Linked DNA regions of Mus musculus: region 1 is linked to region 2. Evidence: chromatin contacts called from public promoter capture Hi-C data. All regions are on one chromosome and are shown on one strand. Each heading gives the region's core, a stretch centred on a gene start, on an enhancer-like site or on the middle of the called end of the contact. The rest is flanking DNA. Distances are from core to core; before and after follow the strand shown.

Evidence for each region. Promoter capture Hi-C pulls out the DNA fragments that hold promoters and counts their contacts.
Region 1: a promoter capture Hi-C map of embryonic stem cells shows a contact between it and region 2, with 2.9 times the contacts expected there. The contact joins the promoter of Ankrd33 here to the enhancer-like site in region 2. A contact is called at or near these places in 10 of 39 promoter capture datasets (the 3T3-L1 cell line, the HPC-7 cell line, embryonic stem cells and 3 more), 2 of 484 Hi-C or Micro-C datasets (embryonic stem cells and liver) and 2 of 115 datasets of contacts at active chromatin or transcription factors (embryonic stem cells and stem cell-derived neural progenitor cells).

Annotation. Positions count from the first base shown.
Region 1 is chr15:101,112,378-101,118,539 of GRCm38.p6, reverse strand. Ankrd33 (ankyrin repeat domain 33) reads right to left here and starts at 2,796. Exons shown (of 5, transcript NM_001374225.1): 1 at 2,638-2,796; 2 at 2,192-2,425; 3 at 1,834-1,963; 4 at 1,515-1,655. The coding sequence starts at 2,356.
Region 2 is chr15:100,907,337-100,914,091 of GRCm38.p6, reverse strand. Gm52176 (a long non-coding RNA gene) reads left to right here. Exons shown (of 3, transcript XR_003951486.1): 3 at 1-6,755. It also overlaps a transcript of Scn8a not described here. Among named protein-coding and RNA genes, the nearest start is that of Gm52176, 12 kb to the left of the region's middle. Within about 2 kb of position 4,266, at least 75 of the 459 cell types and tissues checked have an H3K27ac peak or open chromatin away from gene starts, as enhancers often do. A contact at or near this core is called in embryonic stem cells, stem cell-derived neural progenitor cells and trophoblast stem cells, where this site is marked.

The sequences.
Region 1 (6,162 bases), core at 1,547-4,046, 210 kb before region 2:
TACACAGAGTGGTCCTTCACACACAGAGTGGTCCTCCACACACAGAGTGATCCTCCACACACACAGAGTGGCCCTCCACACACAGAGTGATCCTCCACACACACAGAGTGGTCCTCCACACACACAGAGTGGTCCTCCAGACACAGAGTGGTCCTCCATGCACACAGAGTGGTCCTCCATGCACACAGAGTGGTCCTCCATGCACACAGAGTGGTCCTCTACACACACAGAGTGGTCTTCCACCTACAGAGTGGTCCTCTACACACACAGAGTGGTCCTCCACACACACAGAGTGGTCCTCCAGACACAGAGTGGTCCTCCATGCACACAGAGTGGTCCTCTACACACACAGAGTGGTCTTCCACCTACAGAGTGGTCCTCTACACACACAGAGTGGTCCTCCACACACACAGAGTGGTCTTCCACACACAGAGAGTGGTCCTCCTCCCCATGCAAGGCTCCAGCTGCAACTGAATACTGCCTAAGGTTGGAATCAGTCCTCACGGATACCCCATCCATCAACCTTCACAGTGCTGTGGCCATCTTTCTCCGCCCGGGCCTCGGGCAGAGGCAAGGCTGGGACTAGAACTCAAGAGTCTGGTTTTAGGTACCACCACACCCTCACACCTTTCCCCATCTTATGTCTACACTCTTTGCTGGGACCCCCATAAACAGCTGTAGCTAACTGCACTAGTAGACTGTGAGAGGGTGGTAGCACGGGCCTCCTCCAATAAGTTGGCCTCGATCCATATTCCATTCCCATCTCTCTTTGTTTTTGTTTTTGTTTTTTGGTTTTTCGAGACAGGGTTTCTCTGTATAGCCCTGGCTGTCCTGGAACTCACTCTGTAGACCAATCTGGCCTCGAACTCAGAAATCCACCTGCCTCTACCTCCCAAGTGCTGGGATTAAAGGCATGCACTACTACTGCCCGGCTCCACCTCTCTTGCTGTAGCTAAATGGTATCTGCTGGGGTGGTAGTGGAGAAAGTGCAGCTTCACACCTGCCATAACACACCTGCCATAACACACCTGCCATTACATACCAGCCAGAGAACACCTGCCACAGCACATTTATCATAGCACACCTGCCATAGCACATCTGCTATTACACACCTGCCATACATATTACACCTTCCATAGCAGACCTGCCATAGTATACCTGCCATAGCACAGGGGCTGTGGCCCTAATGGCTGGGAGTGGGGATGGGGTGGAGTTGGGGGTAAGGGTGGGATTGCTGTGGGATGAGGTGGGAGTGTGGTGTCTCACACCTACATGAGCAGCCATACAACACCTGCCATTACACACCTCCCACAGCACACCTCCCACAGCACACCTGCCACAGCACATTTTTCATAGCAACCTGCCATAGTACACATGTCAGAGCATACTTGCTAGAACACACCTGCCAGCGCACACCTGGCAGAGAACACCTGCCACTGCACACCTGCCATAGCACACCTGGCAAAGCACATATGGCATAGTACACCTGCCATTGCACACCTGCCATTGCACACCTGCCATAAGGAGGGCAACTACACACTCGGAGCGATCTTGAATGGCAGCCTTCATCAGAGCTGTGAGTCCCCGCTGGTCCCTGCGTTCCAGGTCCAGGCCAGCAAAGTAGTTGAGCAGGAGAGTCACAAGAGACATGTGACCTGCAGAGACAGGACCACATAGCTAGTCTCTCAAGGTAAGGGAATGCTGAAGCTTGGCCTGGGAGACTCTTGTGCAAGGTTTGGGGCTGCTGTCCTAATGGCTGGGAGTGAGGGTGGGATGGAGTTGGGGGTGAAGGTGGGGTAGGTGTGGGCTGGGGTGGGGCGTTGTGTCTCACACCTGCTTGGGCAGCCAGCATGAGGGCTGTGTTCCCGTCTTTGTCTTGCTGGTTCACATCCAGGAAAGGACAGCAGCTGAGCAGAGCCACAATGGAACCAAAGCCATGGTAGCATGCAACCATGAGGCCTGTCTAGGGGACAGAGCAGCTTGGACCCCCACTTTCCACTAAGTTCTTCTTAGGACCTCCTTTCCCTCCTAAGTCTGTTTTCCCCCAGGGCCTATCCCAACCCCTGTCAAGATGGTTTTCACCCATCTAGAGTGGGGATGACTCTGTGACTCTCTGGGGACCCAGACCAGGATGTTATGTATGAAGCCTGGACTGTCCTCAACTGTTCTGGTGAGCCCTGGGGCATCTCACCCTCCCGTTGCTGTCCACTTGGGAGGCCTCCTCTGGGGACACACCAGCGTCCAGCCTGGCTTGGAGCTCAGCAAGGTCATTGTGGACACATGCCCAGTACAGTGTCTTCAAATTGCATTCAGGGGTTGAGGTCTTGTTGCTGGGGAAGGGCAGGGCCTCAGACATGTCCAGTCCTCTCGGGGCAATAGTGACTCCTCTGCCGCCGGCCCGAGTCCCTCTTTATTCAGCAGGCAGCTATGACAAAACGCCAAGGAGCAGTTCCTCCTGCAACCCTGAGTGAATAAGTCCCTGCAGCTGCACCGTCTCCCCAGGACAAACCTTTACCCTGGAGGGTGTCTCACCTCTGCCTAGACCCAAGACAGGTAGCCAAGCATCTTACTGTATGTAGGTCAGGTTCTCAAGGAAGCTCATGACAGGGGTTATCATTTCCCATCCCCCAACCTTACCTGGGACTCTAGGGTCTCCATCACAGCAGAGGGCCAGCCTGTGGCTCAGTCCACCCCCACACCTCAAAAGCTCACTAGCCCTTCTGTGGGGTAGCTGATACCAAGAAACAAGGCAGGTGACAGATGGCTGTGCCTGCAGAAAGCTGCCATAAACACCTCAGAGCTGAGCCAGGTCAAGCGGGTTAGGAAGGGATTGGGGGGCTGGGGGGTGACTGTACTCTCTGCCATTGCTCAATCCTTGCCCTAAGATCCTGCTAGACTTGGATGGTGGCAGCTTCTCCAGGCTCAGAGCTGAGTGAATTCCTCCGGGCTGATCTTTCTCCCTTCATCGTGGGAAGTCAGCTGCACTTAGATATGGCCTTGCAAGAGAAGCATTATGGAGGTCTTGGCACCCAGCTGTGGAGCCTGAGTGTCTTAGTCAGGGTTTCTATTCCTGCACAAACATCAGGACCAAGAAGCAAGTTGGGGAGGAAAGGGTTTATTCAGCTTACACTTCCATACTGCTGTTCATCACCAAGGAAGCCAGTCAAGCAGGTCAGGAAGCAGGAGCTGATGCAGAGGCCATGGAGGGATGTTACTTACTGGCTTGCTTCCCCTGGCTTGCTCAGCTTGCTTTCTTATAGAACACAAGACTACCAGCTCAGGGATGGCACCACTCACAACAGGCCCTCCACCCTTGATTACTAATTGAGAAAATGCTTTATGGCTGGATCTCATGGAGGCATTTCCTGAAGGGAGGCTCCTTTCTCTGTGATAACTCCAGCTTGTGTCAAGTTGACACACAGAACCAGTCAGTACACAGAGATCCCTTCCACTTCAAAGGAGTAGATTTGGGTGAAGGGGCTATGGATGGGGAAGGTGTAGGCATTAAATAAAGATGAATGGGGAGGTATGCACTACAGTTTACCCAAAGAAATCAAAACATGAAGAGTTTCCAGGAGGCTGGAGAGACTGCCCAGCGGTTAAGAACGCTGGCTTGCTCTTCCAAAGGACCGTGGTTCAGTTCCCAGCACCCACTGAGTAGCTCACAACTGTCTGTAACTCCAGTGCCAGAGGATCTGATGCCCTCTTCTGGTCTGTGCTGGTACTGTGCTTTCATGGTGCACAGACACGGGCACTGGAAAAATGCCTGCAAACATAAATTATTAAATTATTAAAATAAAATAAATTTTAAAAGAAAAATTATGATGTATTAATTTTAATGGATTAGATCTGAGGTGGTAAGTAAAGTATGGCATTTTAAAATGATGTATTAAAGTAACAGTACTTTTGTACTGTCATTTTTAAGATTAATAAGTTGAGTGACTTAGCGCTCAGAGTGTCGCACTCTCCACACTGCGGGGCTCTGCTTTCCAGCATCGTTTTGCTTTTCTTTCACAGTTTGGTTCCTGCACAACTCCTCCGCTCTTTACTCATTGGTGCTAATAATCACTGAACATGTACACTTCATTAAAAGTAAAATGTTGATTTGTGTTTGTGTATTGCTATTGTCTGGTTTCTTGTGTTTGTTGGTTTTATTAGTCTTTTGTTTTGAGAAAGACTCTTATGTAGCCCAGGATATCCCAGAACCTAATATGTACCCTAGGATGGCCTTGAACTCACTATTCTCATGCCCCAACCTCCCAAATACTAGGATCAAATGCAACCTGGCTTGTGTGTGTGTTTGTTTGTTTGTTTGTTTGTTTTCCTCTTTCTTTCTTTTTTTTTTTTTGGTTTTTTGAGATAGGGTTTCTCTGTGTAGCCCTGCTGTCCTGGAACTCACTTTGTAGACCAGGCTGGCCTCAAACTCAGAAATCTGCCTGCCTCTGCCTCCCAAGTGCTGGGATTACAGGCATGTGCCACCACTGCCTGGCTTCTTTAAAATTGTATTTAATGTATGAGTACCCAGCTGCACATACCTTACCATGTCAGAAGAGGGCATCAGACCCCCTTATAAACCATGTGGTTGATGGGAATTGAACTCAGAACAGTACTCTCAACCTCTGAGCCACCTCACCAGCTCCTTCTCTTTCTTTTTTTAATACGGGGGGTCGGGGGGGAGGTGTCTCACTATGTAGACCAGACATGTCTTAAACTCACAGAGATCTGCCTGCCTCTGCCACCACTGACTGGAAACTTAATCAGTTTCTAATTATGCTGCAGAACTTTTGTTTGTTTGTTTTATTCCACCCCAACCTGTTTTTTTAAAGTCCTGTTCTAGTGATGTCACATGCAATTTGGAAGTTAGTATCTTGATGGGGTGGGGCTGGCCTGGAAAGTAGGGGGTTCCGTCTGGGCTGGACTCAGCATTCATCCAAAGCTGCTGGTGAGTTTTCTCCGGAGCTGCCAAAGCTGGAAGCTAAGCAAACATTTATTTTCCAGCTGCCCTGGAGCTGTGGGTCTGGGCTTTATGTTGTGTAAGTAAATTTGGAGCAGAGCTTTGTATTATGGGACACCCGCAGACCGTGGCAGGATAGGCGGGCTCTGCGAACAGCTTCCTGGTTTACCAGCTTCCTGTGGTACTGACTGTGATTTCTCAATCACAGGCAGAGGTCATGTGACTGCCAAAGCTGGCAGTAGTTTGTGACCTAGAGCCTGCTTTTCCAGCCCTTTCTGTCTGAACTAGCCAACGAAATTTCTGCTGTCTGCCACTGCACTCTAACGGATGTGCACGGGTTAGCAAACTAGAGTTTTACTTTGCACGTGCAAACTATTTCAGGGACAGCAAGCTGGTCTTGGTTAAGGGATCTGATCTGATGGTCTCAGGGCCTTGCCTGGAATTCTCTTATTGTTCCTTAGTCACAAGATGGCTGCTCTACCCCAAGCCATCAGAGTCAAATGTGGAATTCTATGCAGTAGGTAGAAAATATCTATGACGTTATAGGCCAGACATCTCTGATCATTTACAGACACCCTATCTACAGCTTTCTTTTTCTCTAGTCACCTTAGAGCTAGCTGCTGTATGGAATCCCAGTGGATGAGCACAGGTGTGTGCACACAGGTGCATGTGCACAGGTGGATGCACACAGGTGGGTGCACACAGGTGGATAGACATAGGCATGTGCACACAGGTGTGTGCACACAAGTGAATGCACACAGGTGTGTGCACACAAGTGAATGCACACAGGTGTGTGCACACAAGTGAATGCACACAGGTGTGTGCACACAAGTGAATGCACACAGGTGTGTGCATCCACATTTAGCTTTCCCATTCTTCCAGAGGTGCATAAGCGCAGGTGTGTCCACGCAGGTGGATGAGCACAGGTGTGTGCATCCACCACATTTAACGTTCCCATTCTTCCAGGGGTGAATGTACCTTAAGGAACAGTTTATTTTGTCTCACAGCTCTAGGGTTCAATCTACCACAACCGAGAGGTTATGGAAGCAGGAGAATGAGGCAGCCTGCTCTACAGAGAGAGTTCTGGGACAGCCAGGGCTACACAGAGAAACTGTGTCTCAAAAAAAAAAAGTAAGAGAAAGAAAGGAAGAAAGTGAGCAAGGATACACCACACTAGTCAGGATGTGAGAAAGAGGAGCTCTTATTCC
Region 2 (6,755 bases), core at 3,017-5,516:
GGCTGGCCTCGAACTCAGAAATCCGCCTGCCTCTGCCTCCCGAGTGCTGGGATTAAAGGTGTGCACCACCACCACCGCCTGGCTATCTGTTACCTTATTTATTCATTCTCTCTCATTACCACTAACTCTAAAAATGATGACCACAGAGAGCATAACTCACTGAAGGCCATGCCTGGCAGACTGTAAGGCCCTGAGACCTCTCCCCAGTACCACAAACACCACAGTAAAAAACTAAATTGCATTCCACACCTATTCTGAGTATTTTTGTTAATTCGTTTTATGGATTGTTCAAGGACCAACAAAGCAGACAGTGTTCTCCAGCCGTCTCCCATTCAGCCCACCTCCACGTCCTAAATAGCAGCTCCACCCTGAATCCCCCATCTTCTCTCACTGGTATGGTATCACCATAGCAACATGAGCCATATGTGGTATAATGGCCGTTCTGTGTGTCTTGGCTCTTGCTATGTTGTCCCAAGCTAGTCCCCCTCAGCCTCTGGAGAAGCAGGAAACACAGGTAATGCTCACCACACTCCCTGAAGCTGTATAGATACATAGTACTGCTCATTCGATGGTATCCTGTCCAACCCTGACTGATATTTAATTCTTAGGACACGCCTCCATCAAACCTGTGCACTCTCGCATGGTGGTGGCTTACTCACGGACTCCACTGTTATTTATCCACTCCCCTGGCAAACTTCTGTTCCCCACCAGTTATGCACTGTCACTAGCCATGTGACTGCAGATTTTCTCACCCAGATTGTCCTGTGCCTGCTCGAAGAAGTTTCTTTTGTGTGAATATCCAAAAGATCTTGGTCCTAAAGTATAATTAGCATCTTTGGGGGGTTTATATACATGGCACATGCTATCATCTGGTTCGTTGTTGGTTTGGTTTGGTTTGGTTTTGGTTTTCTCCTTATGTGGCCCAGGCTGGTCTTGAACTCCTGTCCTCTGCAAGCCTAGCATCTCTGAATGTGGGGATAACAGGTGTGAGTCATCACAGCAGCTGTCAATCACCTTTAACTTCTGCTTTTGACTTGAAGAGTTCCTCTTAGACATGTGCAAGCATGCAACAAAGATTCATGGCTCAACCAAACTTTAGGCTTCTGAATTACCTGTAAAATCCATCTTTGCACTTCCCTAAAAACCAGTTTCAGCAAAAGAACTTGCTAGGTCAGCTCCAGGCTCCCTGTCCTCATTCTGATCATCCCTTGATGTGACCAGGCTCCTTCCCTCCACCATCTGCCAGGTGACAGCAAGGGTCCTGTCAGGCCGCTTAGCCAGACTCTCCATTATTCCTGATATACTTCCTTGTAACGTTCTATCTGCTGGTTCCCCACATTGTTCCTTCCAATTGCCTATACTGTATTTCTAGCTGACCCCAATGTCCTCCTCCAACTATAAGGCACCACTGCAGAGGTCTTCCTCGACAGTTCTGATAATGCCTTCCTCATCTCAAGGGAGGAAACAGCAAGGGCTGGGGAAGTCTGTTAATAAAGGACAACACGTTGCCAGTGTCAGAAGATGAGTGCCGGAGACCCCCTAGAACCTCGGACTCAAAACCAACAGCAGCAGCAGTAACAAATGCTAACACGGATGGTGGTGTGCCCTGGTGATCCTTTGCTGGGGAGTGGAGATGGGCAGATCTCAAAGTCTAACTGGCAGCTAGCCTAACTGCATTAGTAAGCTTCAGACCAATAGGAGACCCTGTCTCAAAACAAAACAACCCAAGTGGTGGTAAGAAACAACAGATATCTCTGGACTCCTACATATACACACCACACACACTACACACCAAACACAAATACACACACACACACATATATATACACACCATACACACCACACACCCACACCATATATATACATACCCTACACATATACATAAACATACACCATGCACATACACATACACTACACATACACACCACACACCATGCACACACACACACTACATATATACACAACACACACACACACACCCCATACACATGCCATGCACATACACACACACACACTATACATATGCACCCACACACACACATGTGCACAGTACAGGTAGACTTTCAGCAGGCTAAGAAAGCCCTGAGACTCAGCCATCACTTCCTGAGCAGCCCATCCCCAGTACCCTCCCCCACAACCTGGGGTCACTGCTGTCACCTGTCTGTAGAGAGGACTGGCCCAATGCATAAGACAGGGCTTTGCAGAGCACCACATATATTGCCACATTGATTCTAAAGTAACCAGACAGGCAGGTGTTGTTATTATTCTCACTGTATGGGTGAGAAACATAAAACTCAGGGACGTGAAACAGTTTGCCCTAGGTCACCAGACAGCATGTACAGGACATGGACAGCACACTTGCTACAGGGAATCAGGTTTTCTGCAATAGGACCTTGCCAAAAAAAAAAAAAAAAAGTTTGTTCAAAATGGCTAGGAGTTTCATTAGACATGGTGCTTGGGGGTGGGGAGGTGGGGTTATACTTATAATTATTTATTCATCAAAATAGTAAGCACATAAATTATTCTCTATGCTTATCTGCACACTTAAAATATTTCATAATAAAAATGAGAGAACTCTGTAAACAAAGATTAGAGACACCTCAGCACTGCGGTTCAAGTGTCAGAAAAAGAAGTGCTGTGCCGTGAACTGAAGGACGACACAGCCTGGTAGGAAAGACTTCACCTCTCCGGGAATTAGGAGAGATGGGAGGCAGGACCACACCCAGCTCTCAGTTTAGACATACGAGTCTTTCCAACTAGGGAAGGCAGAGCATGCAAACACACAGAGCTAAGGAGGCCCCGAGAAACCAGTAACACCTGACTCTGGGTCAGGCTGGCTTCAGCCACCTAGATTATACAATATATAAATATACTAATGTTTGCAGTAATTTATCCTATAAATCATTGCTCTGAAAAAGGTGTGTGTGTGTGTGTGTTCATGCACAAGCCATGACATACATGTGGAGGTCAGAGAACAACTCGTGGGAACTGGGTCTCTCCTTCCACCGTGTGGATTCTGGAGATCACCTCGGGTCATCAGGCTGGGCAGCAAGCACCCTTAGTTTCTCAGCTCCTATTAGTGCTTTTTAGAACACAAATGCACACACAGTGCACACGCAGTGCAGGAACTATGGGATGCCATGAGGGTGTGAAAAGAAGAGTCTGAGGATGCTGAGTATGTCTGTGGACAAGGTCGCACTATTTCCCCACGCCAAGTCTTTTGAGCACCATATGGCAACAATGTACTGGCGCACCAGAGAGACAGGGATTTGGGAGCCCGGTTCCTCAAAATCTCTCTGAGAAAACCTTTTAAAAACCTCTCCTATTCTCCCCTGCCCTGCTGGTTTAACTTAGGTTCCCATCCTTCCATATTAACATGGCGGGAGGCGGGGCTGTATCTTGCTGAAGGTGCATAGCTGGGCCAAGAATAGAACTCCAGCATCCTGTCTCTCGGCTCACTTCTGGACCATGCTACCTCAGGAAGGAACATTTGAAAATAGTAATTCTCTCCCCTCTGCCACCAAGCTGTGTGAGAGCACATGATCCATGAATGAAGCCGGCTCAGTGACTCAGCGCTGGGCTGAGTCAGGCCCCGAATCCCGAGTAGCTGCAGACACACTCCATTTAAATAAGACTTTGAAACCGGGGTCCTTCCAGCAAGATTGTCCCTTCCAGCAAAGGCCAAGTGCCTTCTGAGCGATTATGTTAGCCAGAACTGCCAAAGACACTGCTTTCTTTGTGTTCTGTGCATTCTTTCAACCCGGTCTGAGGGTCCAGCGGAACAGGCTGACAGACAGACAGACAGACAGACAGACAGACAGACAAGAAGAGTCAAGTAGTTGGAACACAAGAATAAATCAACAATTCAAAATCAGCTTTGCATTATTCAGCTTTCTCTTCTTCCTCTGAAGGGTAACAACCACACTCACAGCATAGGGGGGTGGGGGGCACACTGGTAAGCTCCAAAGGCCCAACTCTGTCAATAGCCACTGGCTGTGACCACCTGCTCCAGCCGGGAAGAAGCCAGGTTCTAAGCAATGACCCCTGTGACAGATGGCACCGCACAAAGAGAAAAGGGCCAGCCAAAAATATGCCTTCCCACAGAGGGAGGGAGATTGGGTGTTTAAGCAGGAGTCAGGAACAAAGTAACAAAATTCACCAACTGTGTCTGAATCTCCCCCTCAGGCTATCAGTAGTCTCTTTGAATGACAGATGAGTCAAAATCCTGCTCTGTGGACCTCAGGGGGTCTATGTGTAGCAAGCTGCCATTAGCAGACTGTTAGAAGAAACAATCTTACAGTGTTGACAGCGAGCCTCAGTGAAGGGCATTGCAGAGAACTAGAACAAGTCAGAGCTTTTATTGAGCCCTTGGAGACACACAGAACACTGGGAAAATGTCAGTCCTGGGATGGACATGAAGTGGCAGAAATTAAAAAAAAAAAAATCTATTAGTCATTGCTTGGTTTTGATTCACCATCAGGGCAGAGAAATGTAAAAGAGGTAAAAGCAACCAAAGAGAGCAGGACTCAGCACAAGCCGGTGCCCAGCGCTCTGGAAGCACCACCGTGAGCCAAACCAAACGAGCCTTTTTTTTTTTCCCCCACTTCACATCAAATGAAACAAATGCATAAATTCAGTGCATTGGGATTCAGTTTCCATCGCCATCAGAAAACAGAACCCAACTGTCCAAAACCAAAAAAATTAAACAAAGCCTAGCACTACAGCAACATTTCACATAATCACGTAAAACTGAAAGCATCCCAGTGTCCAGGGACAGACAACATGGCATCTGTTTACAATAGAAAGAACAGCCTGACACCTTACATGACATGGGTGGACCCTAAACGCATGCTGCTTTGTGACTCTACTTATATGAGGTTCTTAGAAGAGCCATTTTGTAAAGACACAAAATAGAGAGGTGGAGAGGGGCGGGGAGACAATGGGAGTGATCAATGGAGAAAGGGAGTGGCCAGTGGAGGGGGTGGGAAGACAACAGGGAGTGATCAATGGAGAGGGGTGGGGAGATAATGGGGAATGGCCAGTGGAGAGGGGCGGGGGCGACAACAGGGAGTGGCCAGTGGATGGGTGGGGAGCCAATGGGAGTGGCCAGTGGATGGGGTGGGGAGCTAATGGGAGTGGCCAGTGGATAGGGGTGGGGAGACAATAGAAGTGGCAGGTGGAGAGGGGCAGGGAGACAACTGGGGAGTGGCCAAGACACATAGGGTTGCAGATGAGAAAGAAGAACCTGCTCTGGAGATGGACTGTAGAATGGCTACATGATGATGAATATGCTTTAAATTAAACAATCAGTTCCACATTATATACAGTTTAATGAAATTTTGTATAGGTGCATGTGTGTATGTGGGTGGGTGGGGGGTTGCATATGTCTGAGTGTGGAGGCCAGAGGGTAAACTCAGGTGTTGTTCCACAGAGCCATCTACTCTAATTTTTCAGTTAGGATCTTTCACTGGCCTGAAACTCCTCAAGTAGGCTAGCTGAACAGGCATCCCAGTACTTGGGAGGCAGAGGCAGGTGGATCACTGAGTTCAAAACCAGCCCATCTACAGAGCGAGTTCTTTGACAGATAAGAATACACAGAGAAACCTTATCTGGGGGTGGGTGGGAGGTGGTATGGGGGTGTGTGCAGGGGGAGGGAGCAGGCTGGCTGGCCAGCAAACTCCAGGATTCTACCTGTATCTGCCTCGCTGGCACCAGGATTATAAGCGTATGTCCCTACACCAAAATTTTTTAAATGGGTTTTGGGGGTGGACTCAGGTCCTTAGGCACTTTGCCAACTGAGCCATCACCTCCCATCCCTGGAATCTTTTAAAAATTAAAACCAATAAAATGAGGCATGGTGAAGTTAAGAAACTTGGCCAAGTTGCACCTCGGAAACAAAGAAGACAAGAATTCAGGCCATGATGAGTTAACAAATTCCCCAGAAACATGTCATCTCCCCCAGTACAGCTGCACAGGCTAGAGCAGGACAGAGCAGCTTGGAGGGGCAGGACCTCTGGGTCTGCCCTGACTGCAGTCAAGCTTGGCTGTCACCTGCTCCTCATGTGTAGGATGCATGCCTCTGCTCAGACCTTGTCTAAGGCTCCCCACTCTCCCATGAGCCTCGCCCAGAAAAAAGTCACAAAGAACAGCCAGCATTTTCAAGCTTACCAACATCACGAATATCCTGAAAATTCTGGACCCCTGAAAGTCTCCCTAAATTGGAGTGTAACAGAAAACCACCACCCCAATTACACAGGCCTTGAAATCTCTTCTCATATGCTAATAATCTATGCCACACGATGCACCCCTCCCCCAAAACAAATGTCCATTTCCAGAGTTGTCTCTGGGTCTCATCTCTCAGGGTTAACTAACCAATGCTATCTGGAGATGCCGCTGTGGAGTGTCCCAGCTTAGGAGAGTGTCACTATTATCAAGTGGTAGATGCAGAGATGCTACTAAACATTTTAAAATGCTTAGCTTACCCCCATCACCAAATCACCATGTTCAAAAGTCAGCAGTACCGAGAATGTGACCCTTTCCTTGCCCAACGCTCACCTGATACCTGTGTGCAGGCGAGTGTCCTTTATGTGGAACACCCGGAACGGAAGTGTTCCAGATTCCAGGGATTTCCACACTTAGTGTGTCTTCGAAGGACTCTGTTGTCCAAGCATCCTTGATTCAGAAGCCCAAAATACAAAACACCCTAGAATCGAAAAGTTTTTGGAGCTCCATTTTAACACTTTGGGACCATCTGA